Linked DNA regions of Sus scrofa: region 1 is linked to region 2. A link is a contact called in public HiChIP or PLAC-seq data. All regions are on one chromosome and are shown on one strand. Each heading gives the region's core, a stretch centred on a gene start, on an enhancer-like site or on the middle of the called end of the contact. The rest is flanking DNA. Distances are from core to core; before and after follow the strand shown. Region 1 overlaps KDM7A (lysine-specific demethylase 7A). Region 2 has its middle 58 kb from the start of RAB19.

Region 1 (4,771 bases), core at 1,100-3,599, 170 kb after region 2:
GTTCTGGGCTTTTGTTTGTTGGGAGTTTTTACATCGCAGGTTCAGTTTTAGTTCTTATAATTGGCTTGTTCTTATTTTCTCTTTCTTCCTGGCTCAGTCTTGGAAGATTGTACCTTTCTAAGAATTTGTCCATTTCTTCTAGGTTGTCCATTTTATTGGCATATAGTCGCTTCTCATAGTCTCTTATGATCCTTTGTATTTGTGTGGTATCGGTTGTAACTTCTTTTTCATTTCTAATTTTACTGATTTGGGCCCTCTCCCTTTTTTCTTGGTGAGTCTGGGTTACAGTTTATCAATTTTGTTTATCTTTTCAAAGAACCAGCTTTTAGTTTCACTGATCTTTTCTCTTGTTTTCTCAGTCTCTGGTTCATTCATTTCTGCTTTGATCTTTGTGATTTCTTTCCTTCTCCTAAATTTGGGTTTTGTTTGTTCTTCTTTCTGTAGTTGCTTTAGGTGTAAGATTAAGTTGGTTATTTGAGGTTTTTCTTGTTTCCTGAGCCAAGCTTATATTGCTATAAACTTCCCTCCTCGAACTACTTTTTCTGCATCCCATAGGTTTTTGGGTTGATGTGTTTCATTTTCATTTGTCTCTAGGTAGTTTTTGATTTTCTCTTTGATTTCTTCAGTGATCCCTTGGTTGTTTACTAGCATATTGTTTAGCGTCCACATGTTTGTGATTTTTGCATTTTTTTTCTTGTAGTTGATGTCTATCCTCATAATGTTGTGGTCATACTGAGGTGCTTGATATGATTTTGGTTTCAGTTTTCTTAAATTTACCAAAGCTTGCTTAGTGGTCCAGCATGTGTCTATCCTAGTCAGTCACTTCCCATGTATTTGGGTAGGTTATGCGACACACAATTATTCAGCAAGTATGTAGGGAAGGATAAAATGTATTCTTATGTTTCTGTACTCTACAAAATTTGTTGATGAGGTTGTGGTACATTTTTCATTTAAATTCTAACTGATCTATTATAGTTAAGATTTTCCACTTATTTACGTATTGTTTTTATTTTTCTTTTTCTTAGCTGTGTTGGAGTAGAAGAACATCATGCTGTTGACATTGACCTGTATCACTGTCCCAACTGTGCAGTTCTACATGGTTCCTCATTGAGTAAGTACTAAGAGCTTAAATAGAAATTGAAGTTTAGAAATTAATGTGTACATGACAATATTTTAATGAGACTCTGACTAGTTATATTATACCCACCAAGAACTATAAGGAAGATTTTTCTGCAGATATTGAGAGTACAGTTTTTGTTTGAATTGTTAAATAACTTATTTAACAAATCAAAACATTAAGTGAAAAAAATACTGTCATTCTTAATTGTCAGTGTGCAAAACCCCCAAACTCAAATACATGTTTTCAAAGCCTTCAATTTGAGAAGTGCAATAAGGTAAAATTTTTCTGATTCTGGAAACTGATTTCAGCTGTCGTATTGCTTTATACACACACACACACATATATTTTAAAGAATGGTTGAGTTCCCTTGGTGGTGCAGTGGTAATGAACCTGACTAGTATCCGTGAGGACACAGGTTCGATCCCTGACCTTTCTCAGTGGAGTAAGGATCCGGCATTGCTGTGAGCTGTGGTGTAAGTTGCAGATGTGGCTTGGATCTGGCGTTACTGTGGCTGTGGCATAGGCTGGCAGCTGCAGCCCCAATTAGACCCCTAGTCTGGGAACTTCCATGTGCCATGGGTGAGGCCCTAAAAAAAGCAAAACGAAAAAGAATGGTAACTAGACCTATTGTAGTGATCATTTCAAAATGTGTAAAAATATTAAATCACTATGTTATATAGTAGGAACTAACATAGTATTATGGTCAGTTATGCTTCAAAGACAAATAAATTCATAGAAAAAGAATAAATTTGTGGTTACTAGAGGCGGGAGGTGGAGGGGATTTGATGAAGGTAGTCAAAAGGTACAAATTTTCAGTTATAAGATAAATACTAGGGATGTACAGCATGATACATGTTCTCTGTGAAAGCTGTTAAGAAAGTGGATCTTAAGCGTTCTCATTACAGGAAAAAAAATGTTTTTCCTGTTTATTTCATAATGAGATGATGTATGTTCTCTAAATTTATGGTAATCATTTCATGACATATGTAAGGCAAATCATTATGCGCTACAACTTAAATTTGTGCAGTGCTGTATGTCAGTTATAGCTCAGTGAGGCTGGAAGAAGAAGCAAAAATATTTCAGTATTATTTGGAACAGTGTACAGGATAAGACTTTAGTGCATATTATACTTTTAGAAGAAAACTAGGGCGTTGGTATGCTAGAGTACTACTTTTGTCATCCAGACGTGGTCATAATGTTGAGTATGACCTACAGTTCTACCCAGCTGTCCTCTGACTGAAACAACTTCCCTGTAGGACGGTCTCTGTCCCCAGGAAGACAGAGGTCAGACCAAGTGTCTGCCTGCACTCTTCTTCCTGAGGGCCAAGGGCATGGGCACGGAAGCTCACGCATCCTCTGGAGCAAACCAGCAACACCCATAAAGAGATATTTATCCTTAGCCTCTGACAGATACTTCAGAAGAATAGATTGGAATATTCATAGTCATTGTATGTGAGAGTAAAGATTTTAAAGGCTTTGGATTATATTATAACTTTCTTTTCTTAAAAATTTAGACTGCATTTTGGCATATTTGTGTTCAAACTAAAGAGATTATAACACTAAGTGAAGTAAGTGAGAAACAAGTATCATATAACGTCACTTATGTGGAATTTTAAAGAATGGTATTAATGAACTAATTTATGAAACAGAAACAGACTCATAGACTTAGAAAACAAAATTATGGTAACTGAAGGGGAAAGGGAGGAATAAATTAGGAGTTTGGAATTAACATGAACACACTACTATATATAAAATAGTTAATCAGCAAGGACCTACTATATAGCACAGGGAACTCTACGCAGTATTCTTTAATAACCTAGATGGGAAAGAATCTGGAAAAGAATGGATATATGTATATGTATAACCGAAACACTTTGTTTTACATCTGAAAGTAACACAACATTGTAAATCAACTATACTCCACTATAAAATAAAAAATTTAAAAATTTAATAATTTAACAATAATTTAAAGATTTAATAGTTTAAGGTATATGAATGCATTACAATATTTCTTCGTAAAATACAGATTATCTTTTTTGTTGGTTAACACTATAAAATTTGAGGTTAGCAAATTGGTAGAACTGTTACATGCGTAATTGACTAATTCATGTCATAAATGTTTTTAAAGTGTCTTATTTTGTGTAGCACTGAAGTATGTAGTATATAACTTGAAGTAATTACTGACCAAGTATAATTCTTGGAGGAAATAAATAATCTGGGTTGTTATATCAAGAAAGGAAACAGAACTAAAATGTAAGTTTCAATTTAGAATTTAAATAACCCCCAAATGAAATAATTTGAATTTAATCTCTATGAAATGTTAAATGGGTTACTGCGAGGCAGAATAATGTAGTTTTTAAAACACTACTGCATGTGAGGCACTCTATTTTCTTTTTTTTAAATTTGATTTAATTTTTTTAAAAGCTCGTTATGCTCACTAAATTGATTTCACAATCCATAATGGATCATGACCTGTACTTTGAATAACAATGCTTCAGAGAGAAGCTTGACTCTTACCTGCCCCTTCATGTGCTTCTCCTCCTTGGATAACATAAGATCAGTCATCGGATGTCTTCTGGGTAAAATTCCTACACTAAGTACCCATGAGGAAAATGCCCAAGATCCATTCCAGAAATCTGTTTTATCTTAAGGCTCACCCTCATCCCTAATTTGGGTATCCCTTTTGGTCCCCTTCTCTCTGCTCTTAGGCCTTTCTTGCTTGCCATCAAGGGTTTCCTGTTTCTTTCAGAGTTCCCCAGGAGTCCTTACTACAGATACCATTGAGACAGTGTAATATTCATCAATTTGGTGAATTTTTGACTTTACCCCCTTAATGGGAATTTAGAACTCCATTTGAGGAGTTCCTAGTGTGGCTCAGTGGATTACGAACCCGACTAGTAAGAAGTCCACTCGAGGGCCAGTATGAAAAAAACAGCCCCCCCTCAAAAAAAAAAAAAAAAAAAAAAAGGCAAAACACCAGCCAGCCTAGCCTAATACTTAAACACATATTCTCAGTGCTCCTCAGGCACATGCAATCCAGACTCAAAATTTTCTCTCCTTGCCCTCTGACCACTGTTAAAGTACTCTTTCAGTGGCCTCCTTCTAAGAAATTCAGTCAGCTCTTGCAGTGGTTGATGTTACATGTTAATGAGTCTGCTGGCCCATCAGGACAGCTGTAGTTTTCTCCTAACATCCTGCAAGTTAGCACGTTTGATAGCAAGGAAGAGTAATTGGCAGCTTATTGGTTGCCCATATATATATAGGAAAAAAACTTGAGATGAAATACTCTTGAATTTTTTGGGGGGGGCCACACCCACAGCAAGCAGAAGTTCTGGAGCCAGGGATTGGAACCTGTGCCATAGCTTCTACATGAGCCACAGCAGTGACAACACTGGGTCCTTAACCCACTGCACCACTAAGGGAACTGCACCCTTGAATTTTAGAACTAATTTTAAGTAAGAAAAGAATAGCACACAAAGGACATCTTAATGGTATTTTCTAGGAAGATTGCTTAATGATTGTCAGTTTTTTCCATGAGGTTTAAAAAATGGGACTTGCTCTTCCATATTGAGGCTCTGACTGCCATAAATTACTTGGGAATTTTGCTTTAGACTTTTTGATATGAATAAGCCTGATTTCCACCACTATTGA
Region 2 (5,070 bases), core at 1,181-3,680:
AGCATAGACCTGAGCCGATGCAGAGACAACACTGGATTCCTAACCCACTGCACCACAGCGGAAACTCCAGAACGTTAAGTATATTCATGTTGTAGAGCTTATCTTCCTGTGTTGATTCACGCTTGTCTGCAATACCCTTTTTAACTCTCTGCTTTCCGAATCTTAATTTTCCTTCAAGGCTTGGCCAAGCACCATCTAGTTCAGGAAACCATTTCCCAGCCAGCCTCACTAGCCCTCCACTGTCTCATCTTTTCTATTTTTTATTTTTATTTTTATTTTTTGTACCAAAAGTAATATTATTTGTTTGGTGCTTAGCTGCCTCTGTCTTACCTGTTTTTTTTTCCTCCTTCTTCTTAGGGCTCTTTCTGTGGCATATGGAGGTTCCCAGGCTAGGGGTCAAAGCAGAGCTGTAGTTGCCAGCCTACACCACAGCCACAGCAGTGCAGGATCTGAGCCACATCTGTGACCTGCTGCTGTCACCACTGGTGATGGCCCCACCTGTTTTACTGAGACATGACGATTATCTGGAGTTTGTCCACTGGGCCATTCTCTGCTTTGCATGGGAATCGAAGCCTTCACTTCACTCTAAATTCCACTCCTTTTGGGAGTTCCTGTCGTGGCGCAGTGGAAACGAATCCGACTAGGATCTGTGAGGTTTGGGGTTCGATCCCTGGTCTCGCTCACTGGGTTAAGGATCTGGCATTGCCATGAGCTATGGTGTAGGCCAATGGCTACAGCTCTGATTAGACCCCTAGCCGGGGAACCTCCATACACCGTGGGTGCAGCCCTAAAAGGACAAAAAGACCAAAATAAATAAATTCCACTCCTTTAGCTTCTCTCTGGTCTTTCAGCTCTCTCTCCAGGCTTCTCGGTTTTGAGCCTCAGCCATCCCTTTTCCTGTGGATGGTAATCAAGTCTGCAAACGTATGGTCTACCCACGCATGCACCCACATACGCTCCCACGCCCGCACATCCGGCCGTGCTCTCCTGGCGAGGCTCTAAGTGTTATCAAATGTGTCCTCCTGGGTGACGAGCTTGCACTTGCTGCCACTGGTCCTGAATCCTCCTTCCAGAGCAACACAGACGGCTGTTGTTGCTTGATGTATTTGCAGACAACATCCATCCTTCCCTTTCAGCTCTTTATGCTTCTTAAATTTTACTTTTATTTTTTATTTTTTTAGCTTTTTAAATATTTTCAGCTTTTTATGCTTCTTATCTTAAATTTTTACTCTTATTTTTAACTTTTTTTGCTTTTTTTTTTTTTTAGGGCCGCCCCTGTGACATGTGAAGGTTTCCAGGCTAGGGAATGAATCAGAGGTACAGCTGCCAGCCTACACCACAGCCACAGCAATGCAGGATCCGAGCCGTGTCTGTGACCTACACCACAGCTCATGGCAATGCCAGATTCTTAACCCATTGAGCGAGGCCAGGGATCGAACCCGCAACCTCATGGTTCCTAGTCGTGTTCGTTTCCCCTGCGCCCCAATAGGAACTCCTCTTAAATTTTTTTTTTTTTATTATTTTCCCACTGTACAGCAAGGGGGTCAGGTCATCCTTAGATGTATACATTGCAGTTACAGTTTTTTCCCCCACCCTTTCTTCTGTTGCGACATGAGTATCTAGACATAGTTCTCAATGCTATTCAGCAGGATCTCCTTATAAATCTATTCTAGGTTGTGTCTGATAAGTTAAATTTTTATTGAAGCTATTCCCCCAGGCATTGGTTGCTTGCTTGCTTCCTTTCTTGCTTTTTAGGGCCCTATCCATAGCATGTGGAAGTTCCCAGCTAGGGTTTGAATCAGAGCTGCAGCTGCCAGCCTATGCCACAGCCACAGCAATGCCATATCTGAGCCTTGGCTGTGACCTATACCACAGCTCACGGCAACGCCGGATCCTCTAACCCCCTGAGTGAGGCCAGGGATCAAACCCGTGTCCTCATGGATACTAGTCAGGCTCATTATCACTGAGCCATGACGGGAACTCCCAGCCATTGCTTTCTCATTAAAGCTGGCAGGCTCCATTCTTGACTTTTGATGCTGTTAACTGCTTTCTTACTCTTTGAATTCTACTTTCTACTTTCTCTCCATTCTGACGTCTCCTTTTCCTCCTAATCCTCAATTCTAAGAAAACTCTCTAGGCAACATCTTCTGTGTTCCAGACACTCTGGTTCATACTCTATTTTTAGCTTTGTCATCTCCCATCTGTGAAACTCTAGGAAGTCAGGACTATTGTAAGATGCTCTTACCTAGAAGGAAAAAAAAGAAAGAAAGTCAGAACTACCTTCTCATCATTTTGAACAATCCTCTCATAAAGTCCTGGTAAGTGGGAGGTAGAACTTAATGAAGGTTTCATTTCCTCTGTTCTAGTTCCATTACTTCTTTTTTTCTTTTTCATTTTTGGGCCACACCCATGGCATGTGAAAGTTACAGAGCCAGGGATTGAACCTGAGCCATAGCAATGACAACGCAGGATCCTTAACGCACTAAGCCACCAGGGAACTCCTCCAGTTCTGCTTTTACAAAGTTCATTTTCTCATATGTTTCTAAAACATCCCAATGTCTACTAAATTTTTCTCTCTAGCCCCAATTTGTTACTCATTTTCCAATCTTCAATTGCCTGGCAATCACCACGATACCCTGCTGGCAGCCCAGCGGAATAGATTTCATTTTCTCACCAGTCCCTGCAAACCCACTTCCCACATAGCTTTCCTGGTGGTCTTTCTTTGATACACTGCTTGCAACATTTCTGAGTAACCTTAGGCATCAGCACACATTTTGATCCTTATTCATTAAGTGGTTCTCTCTGATTACTGGCCTGGGAGTCTCCACTGTACCCTAATTCTCACATTTTGTGCTTTGTCTTTAACCGTCAGTGGCAACCTCATCCTCCCAGGCTCACAGCCTTAAAGATATTTATTTTTGTCTTTTTTTTTAGGGCCACACCCGCGGCACATGGAAGTTCCCAGCTAGGGGTCGAATCCGAGCGGGCAGCTTCGCTCCTACGCCACAGCCACAGCCACGTGGGATCCAAGGTGTGTCGGGGACCTGCACTACAGCTCACAGCAATGCCGGCTCCTTAACCCACTGAGTGAGGCCAGGGACTGAACCTGCATCCTCATGGATACTTGTCAGGTTCATTACTACCAAGCCATGACGGGAACTCCCAAGGATGCTTCTTGACACGTCTTTTCCTCTCTCCTTTCCTCAGGCTCTGGGCTTCCCTGATTCCTTCTGTTCTTTCTCGCTTACTTTTCTCACTCATCTTTCACGTTGTTTTCTAAGCCACTTTCCTCTCTCCAAAGGCCTTATTTTTGGCGTTCCCCCGTCTAGTCAGCCCTGCTCCAGCTTGCTCCATGCTCAGCTCTTAGAATAATCTTGTTACTCAGTATTTTTGTGTTATTCTGCGCAGGTATCAAAAGGGTCTTGTTTCCTGCGTCAGTGTTGAGATCTTGTATGAATCCTCATCTCTAGCTAGAAAATCTGGGAGACCAGAGACCTTGAGGGTAAGTAGGAGCGACACCTCCCTTCCACAGATGTCTCGTTTGGGAAAGTTCTGAACATCTGAACATCACTTTTTTTTTTTTTTTTTTTTTTTTTTTGCTGCACATGTGGCATATGGAAGTTCCTGGGCCAGGGATCGAACTTGCAACCTGCACCACAGCTGTGGCAACGCCAGATCATTAACCCACCACTCCACACGGGAACTTCCTGAATTAAAGTAAAAAACCTTCCCGTGGTGGCTAAATAGTAAGGATCCACTAGGATCAATGAGGATTCGGGTTCGATCCCTGGCCTCGCTCAGTTGGTTAGGGATCTGGCATTGTCCTGAGCTGTGATGTGGGTTGCAGACATAGCTTGGATCCTGCATTGCTGTGGCTGTGGTGTAGGCCAGCAGCTACAGCTCTGATTTGACCCCTAGCCTGGGACCTTGCATATGCCTTAGGTGCAGCCCTAAAATGCAAAGTAAATAAATAAATAATTAAAAGCTTTATTGAGATATAATTTACACATATACAAGTCACCCATTTAAAATGTACAGTGGGAGTTCCCATTGTGGCCCAGCGGATTGAGACCTGACTAGTATCCACGAGGATGCAGGTTTGATCCCTGGCCTTGCTGAGTATGTTAAGGATCTGATGTCACAGACGTGCATCGGCTCAGATCCTATACCACTGTGGCTGTGCTGTAGGCCAGCAGCTGCAGCTCTGATTCAGCCCCTAGCCTGGGAACTTCCATATGCCACAGATGTGGCTCTAAAAAGAAAAAAATGAAAAAAAAAAAACACCTGTGCAGTGGATTTTAGGGATGTTCACAGAGCTCTGCCTCTATCACTAATTTTGGAACATTGTCGTCACCCCCTGCCCAGGAAGACCCAACACCTCTCAACAGCCACTCTGCATTCCTCGCCTCAGCTCCTGGCAACTAGCGATTTACATTCTGTGCCTATGGATTTGCCTGTTCTGGACATTTCATAGAGAGGGGTTATTCAGTCTTTTGTGGTTGGCTTCGTGGCATAATGTTTTCAATGTGTTTGTCTACTTGGCGTCCATCTGTCAGAAGGCCACCTATATTCATTGTATTATCTTATTTTCTGTATTTTTTTTTTTCCTTTTTAGGGCCACACTCTCAACATATGGAGGCTCCCAGGCCAGGCTAGGGGTCAAACTGGAGCTACAGCTGCCAGCCTACACCACAGCCACAGCAACACCAGATCCTTAACCCACTGAATGAGGCCAGGGATCGAACCGGTAACCTCATGGTTCCTAATCGGATTTGTTTCCGCTGCACCACGACGGGAACTCCTTATTTTCTGTATTCTTGATGCTCTGGCATTTGTGGCCGTGCTGACTGGGCAGAGCCTGCCTCTCCCAGGACTAGCCAGCTCTTTGAGATAGCCATAGGCTCGCCCTGCAGCCCACTTTTCATATGCCAACGATCTGGTCCAGGGTTCACGCCCCAAACCATCCACACCCTTTATCAAACTTTCACACGCCAAGCCAGTATTTCCCTGCTACCAGACCACTAAGAGATGGCCCTCCCCAAAGCCGGCCAGAATTACTCAGACTAAGCT

Evidence for each region. HiChIP or PLAC-seq counts read pairs in DNA pulled down with a chosen protein or histone mark.
Region 1: a contact with region 2 is called in an H3K27ac HiChIP or PLAC-seq map of alveolar macrophages. The contact joins two enhancer-like sites. A contact is called at or near these places in 2 of 2 datasets of contacts at active chromatin or transcription factors (alveolar macrophages and skeletal muscle).

What each region holds. Positions count from the first base shown.
Region 1 is chr18:9,613,397-9,618,167 of Sscrofa11.1, forward strand. It overlaps KDM7A (lysine-specific demethylase 7A), which reads left to right. Exons shown (of 20, transcript XM_003134614.4): 2 at 1,026-1,111. Among named protein-coding and RNA genes, the nearest start is that of KDM7A, 34 kb to the left of the region's middle. Within about 2 kb of position 2,350, at least 1 of the 83 cell types and tissues checked has an H3K27ac peak or open chromatin away from gene starts, as enhancers often do. A contact at or near this core is called in alveolar macrophages, where this site is marked.
Region 2 is chr18:9,446,336-9,451,405 of Sscrofa11.1, forward strand. No RefSeq gene overlaps it. Among named protein-coding and RNA genes, the nearest start is that of RAB19, 58 kb to the left of the region's middle. Within about 2 kb of position 2,431, at least 2 of the 83 cell types and tissues checked have an H3K27ac peak or open chromatin away from gene starts, as enhancers often do. A contact at or near this core is called in alveolar macrophages, where this site is marked.